Linked DNA regions of Mus musculus: regions 1, 2 and 3 are each linked to region 4. The links are chromatin contacts, called in public Hi-C and promoter capture Hi-C maps. All regions are on one chromosome and are shown on one strand. The core of a region is the stretch at or near the end of the contact, and the rest is flanking DNA. Distances in the headings are between cores, read along the strand shown.

Region 1 (2,700 bases), core at 178-2,677, 1.4 Mb before region 4:
TGTGAGTTTGTCTTGACAGTTCACTAAGAAGCCAAACTTCACCAGACAGTCCAACTCTCAACCTGACAAATTCTGGTATTTCAAATACAAAAAGTCCAACGTTTAAACATTTCCTTTGTTAAAAAACAAAAACAAAACCAAAAACGATTGAGCATATTTAGGTCTTAGAGACACCACACACCCCAGCAGCTCACTCTCTTCCTTCACTTCATAATTTTAAAATGGGAAAACAAAACATAAGTGAATTTTAGCTATGATGGCTCAGGAAGAGTTGGAAGGACTACCAAACAGCACTCATTAAATAGCCCATTGTTCTTTTCATCTTAATATATTCAGTGAGGACAGTCAGCAGAGCCTGGTGAGAAACTGCACAAACAAAGCTTGTGCTTACTAAACAATGATGGGTATCTAAGGTCAGGTACCCTGAAATATTCAGTTAATGGCTCCACTCTTCATCCACATTTAACTATGAGTTGGGAGGTTGTCTCTGGGAAGAACAGGGAGTCGAGTACTGCAAGGGCAGGTTTCCTACGTAAACGTTATATTTTACTTGTCCTTGAGCAGTATGACCAACGGAGCCAGTAAAGGTTGGCATTGCCTGCTTAAGTATGTCCCGGTAGACTCTCCTGGCTATCCAAGGCTGCTCTCTGTGAACCATGTTCTCATAATGTAGGGATTCTTCTGCTTCTAAGTGATTTTGCTGCTTACATCCAGGAAAGGAAGTCTGCCAGGAATTCAAAACGTTAAAAAGCAAGAAAACTGCCCCTTCGTGTAGAGGAGTATTCCCAAAACTTGCGGGGATGGAAGAAACTCTGGAGGGGATTTTGAGCCTCTGTTAGGCTTCTCTGGGTGTCCTCTATTCTCCCAGAGTTACGTCTTCCTTCCCCAAAAGTGAAAGCTCTATTATTGAGAAGCCAGATGGTCATTTAATGACAGGAAACACCCCGCATCTCAAACCACTTCTGTCCTCCAAACATATTTTTGTGAAAGGCCTTTTGAGCTTTTAGGAAACCACGTGGAATGTGTCAACACAATTCTGCTGTATACTTCTGAGACCTAGCTAGGTTCCATATTGCTCTTCTTTTCCTCCCCAATATCCACTTTCCCCACTACGTGTATGGAAAAGTTATATGCTGTGTATTTTTAAAACTTGGAGAGGTGAAGGATCTAAGGATCCTTAGTTATTTCCTGCTGAGTAGTGTTCCTTTCCTGGCTTTAAACAAAACCCGGATGTTAAGTTGGACACACACACACACACACACACACACACACACACAGAGAGAGAGAGAGAGAGAGAGAGAGAGAGAGAGAGAGAGAGAGAGAGAGAGAGAGAGAGAGAGAGAGAACAAAAGTAAAACTTCTGTCTCCAGCCCAGCAGCTCCCCCGGGCGTGGCAAGAGTCCTGTGGCAGTCCAGCCCAGAGCTGCGACCTGGTCCTGTTCCTGCAGGGTCTGCAGCCTGCCCAGAGCAGCCAGGAGGATGTCCCATATTTAGGCAGACTGCCTGGCTACAGGGCTGCTGCGGCCTGGAGAAGCCGCCCTGAAGTTGGTTGGAGTCTGGGAAAGGCCATCGGGAGCAGGCTTGGGCAGGAAGCCGAGCCCCCGGGGAGCTGGGAGCTGCGGTTCCCGAGCCAGTCACGTCCTGCGCGCGGGGGGCGGTAGCCTGGGCCCGCGGGTATTTGGGGAAGCGTCCCAGTTCTAGGCGCTTCCAGTGGCTCCCTTGCACAAGTGACTTCTGGGCCCAGTTCTGGGGCAAAGATGCCTGCCCTTCACATCGAGGATCTGCCGGAAAAGGAAAAACTGAAGATGGAGGTTGAGCAACTTCGCAAAGAAGTCAAGTTGCAGAGACAACAGGTAAGGTGGCTGGCTATTTCAGAATTCACTCTCAGAAATGCGCCAAGGTCAGGATTACTGGATTAAACGATGAGGGGTAGGGGTGGGTGTCTTTTTCTGGGAGCTTCTCTTTAAGGGGGCTCCACCTTCTAGATGATGTGGGGGAATCGCAAAAGGTGAGAAGAGCCAGGAACTAATAAGGAATCTAAAGCCAAATGTTATCAAGACAGAGTCCCAAACAGGGGAGACAACCAATCCCTTAAAGGGCAGCTGGCTTCCATTCTGGAAAGGACGGTGTATGATAGAATGTTTCTAAAACCACATTGAAAATCTCCCAACAATTTTAGCTTTAATTTTGCAAAGATCCTGACTCCATTGGGACTTGAGAGCACTGCCTGAGTTTCTGTTATTTGCAAATTGTATGCAATTTCCATTTTGTCTTGGAAGTGTGTTAAATGATTAATAGACTTTACTGTATTGACTTATAGACACATAATTACATTTATACTGTATGGGATATGGCTGCAAAGTAAAATAAATAAATAAATAAATAAATAAATAAATAAATAAATAAATGCAGGGTGTGGTGGTGCATGCCTGTAATTTTCAATCACTTAGGAGGTGGAGGCAGGAGGGTTAGGAGTTCCAGGCCACCCTGGCCAGTCAATGAAAAAATACCCAGGAGTGTTCACTGAAACTCCATGGAAAACTTGGAATTTTTACTTCAATTCTTTGTTGATAGTAAGCGCCTTGATTACATTAATCTTCTTTTCCCACTCTGTCAAGCAACCAGTCGTTTAGAAAAAAAAAAAACTTTTGGATAGCTTGTTCAATTTGAAGAAAAGTAATTTTTTCCCCAGAGCAAGAAA
Region 2 (2,700 bases), core at 56-2,555, 1.6 Mb before region 4:
CTGAACAATAGATACAAATTGGATTTATAAGCTCCAGAATCACAAAATCAAATTATAGCTTTGTGAATGAAATACCAAACTAAGCACTGAATAATTTTTTTTTTAGATCAAAGAGCATGAGAATTGAAATCAAGGGCTTAAAGCTGGAGGGGGCAAGTCATCCCTACATTTGTCATTTTATTTGTATTTTTTCTGGTTAAAGATGTATTTATACTTATAACAGCTAATAATAACATTTAGAGGATTTCTTCCTTTAATATTTTGGGAAAATTAAAATTAAAGAACACATAGGATATGTTACAAATACAGACAACTAGGAAAGCAAATGGAAAACAGAGAATTTACAAAACTTAAGACCAAAATGTTAACTATAATAGTAGACACGTTTGGAATATATTCTCCTCTTAACACAGAGTAACCTTTTCATTTTATTAAAACTTAATATACTGCTATATTGATATGAAAATAAACAAAAATGGTACAGAAGTGAGTGAAGTAAGAAAAATTATCTGACATCAAACAAAAACAAAGAAAAGTTTAAAACTTTGAAATTAAATGATATCTACACTTTGAGGTAAGGTTAGTTGTTACAATTAAAAAGCAATAGAGTTAAATATAGTAAGTAATCTCGACAAATACGCAATTAAGGTATATTTATTACATTAATTTATGTGTCCCATTCACTGTGAGGGTAGTTGGAAAACTGTATGCAGATTTTTCCTCCATTCGTTCTGTGTGTGTGTGTGTGTGTGTGTGTGTGTGTGCGCGCGCGCTCCCATGCACACATATATTCTTATTAATTTTGGCCATTTTTGGAAAACATTTATGGATATTTTATGTAGTGGTGTGGGCAAAAGTTTGTCCTATTCATATAATTGAGATTTTGTTTATGCATTTGTTGATGGATATGTCTGTGATCTAACAGAAGAGTTTATATGTTTGTAGTCAACCATGCCAGTCTGGTGTATGAATCCCCCATTCTTTTCTATCTCTTGGGATGGTCTAAGCCCTCAGGAACCTTCCTCCAACTCTGCTAGATGAGTTCTTTATTTGGAAGCTGGAGCGGGATTTGAGCCTGCGCTGTGGTGGAGCCTAATGACCATTTCCTTAGAGTCAGACTTGGCTGGGGGAGCTTTGACAAATCTTCCCACAGCCGTCCTCCAACTGCTAAGCAGCAAAGATATTTATGTCACAGCGCGTCTCCACACCTGCGGTCAAGGATTTCATGCTGCTCAGGGCTCATTTCATGCGGAGCAGGAGGAAGGGCGCTGAAGCAGCTTTCCCAGGCTGAATATGAGCTCATCTTTCCTGCGAGCTGTCCCACACTTCCCTCAGACCACAAGAGGGGCGGAAAACAGGCAGCAGAGTACAACCAACCGCCTGCACTTTTCCCCTTGTGATGCTGCATCGGGCACAGAAGGATATACTACTATAGTATAACTGGTAGAAAGAAAAGAAAGCACACACAAACACACACTCAGGAGATTATTGGTGTACTCTGTAACCCCGAGACCCCATGCACAGGGCATTTCTGTTGATAGTTTTATCAGGACCGAAAGAACCTATTTGGTTCTTTATTAAAACATCTAGCCGGGCGTAGTGGCGCAAGCCTTTAATCCCAGCACTAGGGAGGCAGAGGCAGGTGGATTTCTGAGTTTGAGACCAGCCTGGTCTACAAAGTGAGTTCCAGGACAGCCAGGGCTAAACAGAGAAACCCTGCCCCCCCCACCCAAAAGAAACATGTATGTGTTTAATAAAACGTGTATATGTCCCCTCTCTTTTGGGAGCATTTTCAGACTCCTGCTGGCTGGAGAGGAGTGTTTTTGTTAAATTAAGATTTAGGAGGGAAAGATGACTTAAATGGTGTGCATTGAAAGAATTTAAACAGACAATGTAAAAACAGATGCAAAAGATACAACAAAGTAAATTTGCTAAGTGGCTGAACTAAACAGAAATTAAATCCAGCATGTCCTACTGCTGGGGTGTATTTATTGAGAAATCCAGGTCAAAGAGCATCAGCTTGCTGAACTTGTGTGGTGCTTGCCAGTGAAATGACGGGTGCCCCATTGTTGGGACAGCTGATGTTTAGGCTGGCAAGAATCCTGAGAACATGTTTTAAAAAAGACCCTCTGCTGGCAAAAGGCATAGAGATGACTTCATGGGACTTCTGAGTCTAGAATTTCTTTGCTTTTATTACCGATTATTTTTGCTGGATTTTTTATTTTTTGACGCAGTGTTTTTAACTTTAAAACTTAAAAAAAAATCTAAACAAAAATAACTGTCTACTTCCTGAAGTCACACTGGAGTGGGCTGCTGTTCTAACAGTGGCCTCATCTCACCCCTCATTCGATGTCTGACAAGGGTGTTGCTGGAGTTAAAACAGCAAGCACCGTCCTCACCGCACTCTGTGTTTGGGCCACAACTTTGGGTCTGGAAGGAGACCCAAAGTGAGTGTCTCCTCACCAACTAAGCATGTAAAATGGCAACACCCACTACCAAACATTTAACAGTTTAACTGGTTTAATTCCGATGCTGTAAATGCATATATAGAGAGTGAGTGTAAGCACTGAAACAAATATTCGTTTTTAGAAATGTTTGGCCATAATACCTTTGGAAATGTCATTATATTTTCAGGGGAGCATTAGCTCACACACTTTAACAAAGACTCTCCTTACAGTAGTATGTTCATGATAGATAAAC
Region 3 (2,700 bases), core at 125-2,624, 1.6 Mb before region 4:
ACTTTGCACCATTTTAGACCTCAAGGTAAGTGACCTCTTGACCTCTTAATTAATTAATTAATTGACCCCTAATTTACTTTATCCACCCTGTCTTAGAAAGAGCAGTAAAACAAAGGAGGCTTATTAGGAAACTATGTAAACAACAGATTTTTCTTAATAGGTGTGAAGAATGGTTGCTATGCATAAATGATTGTTGGAAATTCTGTGTAGAACATGACCAAACAAGCAACAGCATTCACCACTGTATTCCAAGACCCAGCACAACGCTGCCTAGATGCCCACATTCTTTAATTGATACCTATTAAACATCTATTAGGAAAAGCCACGACCTTAAGCCTAGAAATTGCTATACTCAGCAGTACAGGAGGCTAAAACTTTTGAGAGAAAATTCATATGAGTAATATCATAAAACACCCACAGAACCAGAGAGCTCCACAACACAAAGGTATAAACTATCACATCTTCCAATGACACTTTTTTTTCTTAAGCCATGGTAAAATGAAGCAACCGAGACTAAGCCGACCCTACAAGAACACCTCTAAACATCACAGTCAAACTACAATTTTGCAATAAAAAAAATCCACAAAGTATCAGCCAGTCAAACTACAATTTTGCAATAAAAAATTCACAAAGTATCAACCAGTCAAATTACAATTTTGCAATTAAAAAAACCCACAATGTATCAACCAGTCAAACTACAATTTTGCAATAAAAAAAATCCACAAAGTATCAGCCAGTCAAACTACAATTTTGCAATAAAAAATTCACAAAGTATCAACCAGTCAAGTCACAATTTTGCAATTAAAAAAATCCACAATGTATCAACCAGTCAAACTACAATTTTGCAATATAAAAAAAAATCCACAAAGTATCATTCTCACTATCATCTTTCCTGGGACACTCCACATCTTTAATTCCAATCATTCCCTCCAAAAAAGAAAAAAGAAAGGGGGAAAAAACCCCTTCTTCTTACCAGGAATTCTCTTGCTGGATGTCTGGGCACAGCTCAGGTGTTCTCAGGAACGCAGACTTCACTGGGCATCTGCAGGCAGGGGATGCCAACGGCAGGGTGAGGCGCAGAAGTAAGCACCTCTCCAACCAAGAGTTGTCTGCAAGCCAGCCAGGTGCAGTCCGCCCAGAGTCTTGGGCGGCTGGCTCTCCTAGTTTAAAGTGAGAGCAAACTGAATTAGTCCTAAGCACTCCTTCTTGTCCACCTTCCAATTTCCAGACCTTTAAGCCTCCTTTATGGGGTAGGTTTAAAGCCCAAGACTGCAAAGCAAAATAGGCTCCAGGCAAGGTCCTTTTCCCGGTTGCTCTGCTCCCCAAAGCGCGGGAGCCTCACCTTAGCAGTGCCTGCCGCTGCTCGCTCCGAGATGAAGCTGTGCGCAAACTTCTCCGACTTAAGTCCTTTTCGGTGCGCGCGTCACCCGCTCCCTCCTCCCTACGCGCTGCGGCCAAGGGGGGTGGTGGGGGGAGCGGACGATCTCAGAGCCGGCCCCGCCCGGACCCTCCCTGCGCGTCAGCCCCTTCAGCCCTCGGAGGGAGGGGCTAGCAGCCGCTCCGTGCTCCTCCGGACCCCAAGCCCCAGCGGGAGAGGGTCTGCACTCGCTGCCGCTGCTCCACACCCCAAGAGTCCCCACACCCCAGCGCTCGGAGCTCCAGGAAGCGGGAGAGGGTCCCCAGTTAGACCTTGAGTAGGGAGGGAGTTGGGTGGTCGACAGATTGGGCTCAGTGATCGTAACCCGTCCCTGGAGGCAGCTTTCTGAGAGTCCAACCCCTTCCCTGGAGGATGAAAATTCCGTAGGGAGGTGAGTTTCCCAAAGAACCCTACCCCAAAGAGAGTGGTCCCTGGCTCCAAACGTGGTCACTCAGGTGACCGCACCAGGGACCCGATGGAGAGTGGAATCTGTAGTGGGGCGCGGCAGTAAAATTAGGGTGGGAGCGTGAGAAAACAGCTGACCAAGACCTGGAGTGCTGAGTAAGGACCCCGGAGGCAGAGGGTAAGAAAAACCAGAGGGTCCAGCAAGCCCTGGACCCCTTTGGATTTGGGCAGGTGCAACCTAAGGTGCAGGTTGGATTTGGGGGGACATTGCCCTCCACAAAAGAGGTTGTTGCTGGTTTATTATCTTAGGGTGAATGACCGAAGTGAGCACAGCTAGAAAAGAGTAGTCTGAGGTACCTACCTGACTTGGTGTTGAGGACAATTCCCCTTCTCCACTGAAAGCCAGCAGGAGCCCGGGACAATCTGATTCCAGGCGGGCGCAGTCTGGGCTGGCAGGCGCACCCTGGGAGGAAAGCAAGTTGCTTCCAAGGACGGGCTATCCTCCACCTCCTATCCGGAGCTGGGTGCAGCCAGGCATCAGCGGGCACTTCTTTTCCTGACTGTTCAAGCAAAAGCCAGGAAAAGCAGTTACCTGTGTATCCCGGGAATGCAAAGTGGCTGTAGCCCTCGAGGTGACTAACACACCAGAAAAAAAAAGTAGTAATAATAGAATGGGGAAGCGTCAGAGAGCAAGACAAAATACTTTCCTAGGCACTCAGAGGTTGAGTTTGGGTAGTTCTGGGTGACAGATTCAGGTGTCTTGTGAAAGGGGCTGCAGTTCTCCTTGTTCATCCATCCTTGGATCCCTTGCCCCTGAAGTCAGTGACTTCAGGCAAAGGTGTATGTGCTTCTGTCCTAATTTGAACCCCTACTCGACT
Region 4 (2,700 bases), core at 97-2,596:
GGGTCTGGGTGTTGAATGTGAAAATTGTTATGATTTGGTAAGTTCTGTGCTCAGGACTGGCCAGTTTTGTATATTTACGTTCCACATCAGTACATCAAGTGAAAGGGTATGCTGATTCGCAGTTGCGTTTATAGACATATTTGTTATTGAAAAATTTAAAAAATTCACACTGCAAGTACTGCAGGGATTTTTTTATATCATTTTTCTGAACCTATCCATGATATGTAAATTGCAGCTAATTTGTATACTAGTTAGCACTTGATAATTTTCTGACATTAAAGACACTAATAAGTAAAATTAAGTCTTCAGTTTTGTCTCTAACTTTTTCTGTTGAAAAACTAACAGGGAGAAATTTTAATAATAAAAACTAGCAGGTAACTGCATATTGCCCATGACAGTAACCAGCTGCTTAACTTTGGGCCACATTTGTTCCCTGTGTTCTCTCTGTCTCTGTGCCTCTTGTCCCTTGCTCTCTGTCCTATTTACATGTCTGAACTGTTTTAAAACAAAAGTGTTAAAGACCTTGGATGGAGTTAGCTCAGTAATAAAACACAAGCTGTGTGAGTCCCTGGGTTTGATCCCTAGCAAACACACACACACACACACACACACACACACACACACACACACACACACAAGCACTATGTAAACAGACAGAGGATGTGTGAGACAGTGTGCTAATTGATTAGGCATTGCTTTAATTGAGGACAAACAGGATTCTTTTACAGAACCCAAATACCTGACTCACATTTTCAAATCAATAAGCTCATAGTAGAAAGTAAGATCCAGCTTGTATTTGTTTTTGTAATTTGTTCAAACATGGCTTTTTTTTTTAACTGACTTGAGAAATAAAATGCAGGGTTCAATAAAGTCCACTCACTTGTTGCATTGATTTTCTTGTTTCTTCAGGTTCTTTTTTTCCCCTAAAATGACCCCCCCCCATCATCTCACTACCCCGCCCTGCTTTTCTCATAATATTGAAAAATTTTTAAGTGTAGGTTACTGACAAACCTTCTGTTTGTTTTTAGATGTGCATAATTAGGCTCGATTTTACAGGCTCATTTCACAAAATCATTAAAGGTTTTCAGTAGCACGTGTATCAACAACAGAAACAAATTCTCATTTGGGGCTATTAGTTAGTCAGACTAAGATACTGCGGCTCCAGCCAGGCGCCAGATGTTTTTTGTTGAGGAGAAAACATAAAGAGAATTAAGAGCTTTGTAAATCTTACACTTTCACTTTGGTCTTGTAAGAAATAATTGTGACATTTCATGCTCGGAAATGTGTCACAGAAGCCTTCCTGCTTATCGACTCCACGTAGAGCGGAAGGGACCCGCTTACGTATCTCCAGTTTAAAGGACCTGAGAACTCAGGGAGAGTCTGGGAGGATATTTTGAAGTTTGAAATGATCCCTATATAAATAGAACGGGTCAGCATAACTTTGGGATAAAATTAGCCGGCAGTTTGTGGACTCTCCAGCCTTGCCTGTGTGCTGGGTGCTGCTCTCCTGATAAATCATTGCTCCGCTTCCACAGGGCTCCGAGGATGGACGGCATCACTGCCCCTATCAGCAAAGCTGGAGCTGCCAAATTAGTTAAGAAAGATTTCCTGGAGGCTCTAAAAACAAATGACTTCGGAAAACTGAAGGCTATTTTAATCGAGAGGCAAATAGATGTGGACACAGTGTTTGAAGTTGAAGATGAGAACATGATTTTGGCATCTTACAAACAAGGTAAAAGAATTGGAGAGGTGTAATTGTGAAATTGATACAAAATGGATTTTTAGGTCAGTAGGTCAGCTTTTGTCTTTAAAGCAGTCGTTCTTATTGTTTAAGTGTTTGTTTAGACAGTATTTCTTATTTTTAAAAATCTTCCCTTCCCTTTTAAAAATCAGAGCGCATTTGGGGGTGATTTTCATAGATCCATACAGATTTTTGTCTATGTATTTCTATTTATTGCTCTTTGCCATTCTTGCGCCTGGAATTTGGGACCCTGGGAGGTTGTATTTGTCATGCACGGTGTGTGGGGGACTTCCCTTGTGACTGTGTTGGTACAGAATAAAGAAAAGCCTCTAGGCTCTGCTTAAAGACGCTGAGATCTCTGTGTGACAGTGTGGTTCTCGGTCAGGCTGCTGATTCTTTCCTAACAACCACTTACAGATATATCACCTCCGTGTCCCTGTGAATGAGAAAGGGGACCTTCTTTTCCATTTAGAGAGTTAATGAATGGCGAAAGATGCGCCAGGGGCACTTCGATGGTCTGCATCGGTTTAATGGGTTTCAGTGCAGGAACAAAAGCTGAACTCTAAACACCACAAAGTTAACTTTTATTTTTCTTTTCTGCTTGGCTGCAATAGTAGAGAAAAAAATTGAAAAATTAAAATTCAGAATCTCTGCTTTGTCCAAAAAAAAAAAAATAGGAAATCAAAAATTATAACAAAATTCTTTAAGTCTCCCCCTCCCCTGGAACTCCTCTTTAATAAATCAGAACAAGATTAACACACTCATTCTGATTTCTCAAATCAACTAGATAATGGGAAAACTTCAATAGTTAGACCGTTTGGCGAGCATACTGCAAAGAAAGACTCTATTTACCTTCACTGCTGCCTAGAGAAAATATGTGGGAAAGTCTTGGGAGTCGGGTGAAGGGAGACCTATTTATGTTCAAATATAAATCTGTTTTTTATTCATACAAAATCGTT

Evidence for each region. Promoter capture Hi-C pulls out the DNA fragments that hold promoters and counts their contacts. A called contact is a pair of places that touch in the nucleus more often than the background predicts.
Region 1: a contact with region 4 is called in a promoter capture Hi-C map of liver, with 6 times the contacts expected there. The contact joins the promoter of Gng11 here to the promoter of Asb4 in region 4. A contact is called at or near these places in 12 of 39 promoter capture datasets (the 3T3-L1 cell line, the C10 cell line, cranial neural crest and 7 more), 3 of 115 datasets of contacts at active chromatin or transcription factors (astrocytes, embryonic limb bud and embryonic stem cells) and 1 of 9 other capture datasets (adipose tissue).
Region 2: a contact with region 4 is called in a Hi-C map of myocytes, with 2.9 times the contacts expected there. The contact joins the enhancer-like site here to the promoter of Asb4 in region 4. A contact is called at or near these places in 9 of 39 promoter capture datasets (the 3T3-L1 cell line, 3T3-L1-derived adipocytes, the HPC-7 cell line and 5 more), 1 of 484 Hi-C or Micro-C datasets (myocytes), 2 of 115 datasets of contacts at active chromatin or transcription factors (astrocytes and embryonic limb bud) and 1 of 9 other capture datasets (embryonic stem cells).
Region 3: a contact with region 4 is called in a promoter capture Hi-C map of liver, with 2.9 times the contacts expected there. The contact joins the promoter of Calcr here to the promoter of Asb4 in region 4. A contact is called at or near these places in 15 of 39 promoter capture datasets (the 3T3-L1 cell line, 3T3-L1-derived adipocytes, the HPC-7 cell line and 9 more), 1 of 484 Hi-C or Micro-C datasets (cranial neural crest) and 1 of 115 datasets of contacts at active chromatin or transcription factors (embryonic stem cells).

What each region holds. Positions count from the first base shown.
Region 1 is chr6:4,002,560-4,005,259 of GRCm38.p6, forward strand. It overlaps Gng11 (guanine nucleotide binding protein (G protein), gamma 11), which reads left to right and starts at 1,428. Exons shown (of 2, transcript NM_025331.2): 1 at 1,428-1,852. The coding sequence starts at 1,757.
Region 2 is chr6:3,740,161-3,742,860 of GRCm38.p6, forward strand. All of the region lies in intron 3 of Calcr (calcitonin receptor), which reads right to left. Among named protein-coding and RNA genes, the nearest start is that of Mir489, 20 kb to the left of the region's middle. Within about 2 kb of position 1,306, at least 5 of the 459 cell types and tissues checked have an H3K27ac peak or open chromatin away from gene starts, as enhancers often do. A contact at or near this core is called in myocytes, where this site is marked.
Region 3 is chr6:3,762,249-3,764,948 of GRCm38.p6, forward strand. Calcr (calcitonin receptor) reads right to left here and starts at 1,375. Exons shown (of 16, transcript NM_001377018.1): 1 at 1,343-1,375; 2 at 974-1,160. It overlaps Gm33576 (a long non-coding RNA gene), which reads left to right and starts at 1,551. Exons shown (of 4, transcript XR_377297.1): 1 at 1,551-1,808.
Region 4 is chr6:5,389,064-5,391,763 of GRCm38.p6, forward strand. It overlaps Asb4 (ankyrin repeat and SOCS box-containing 4), which reads left to right and starts at 1,347. Exons shown (of 5, transcript NM_001355662.1): 1 at 1,347-1,732. The coding sequence starts at 1,546.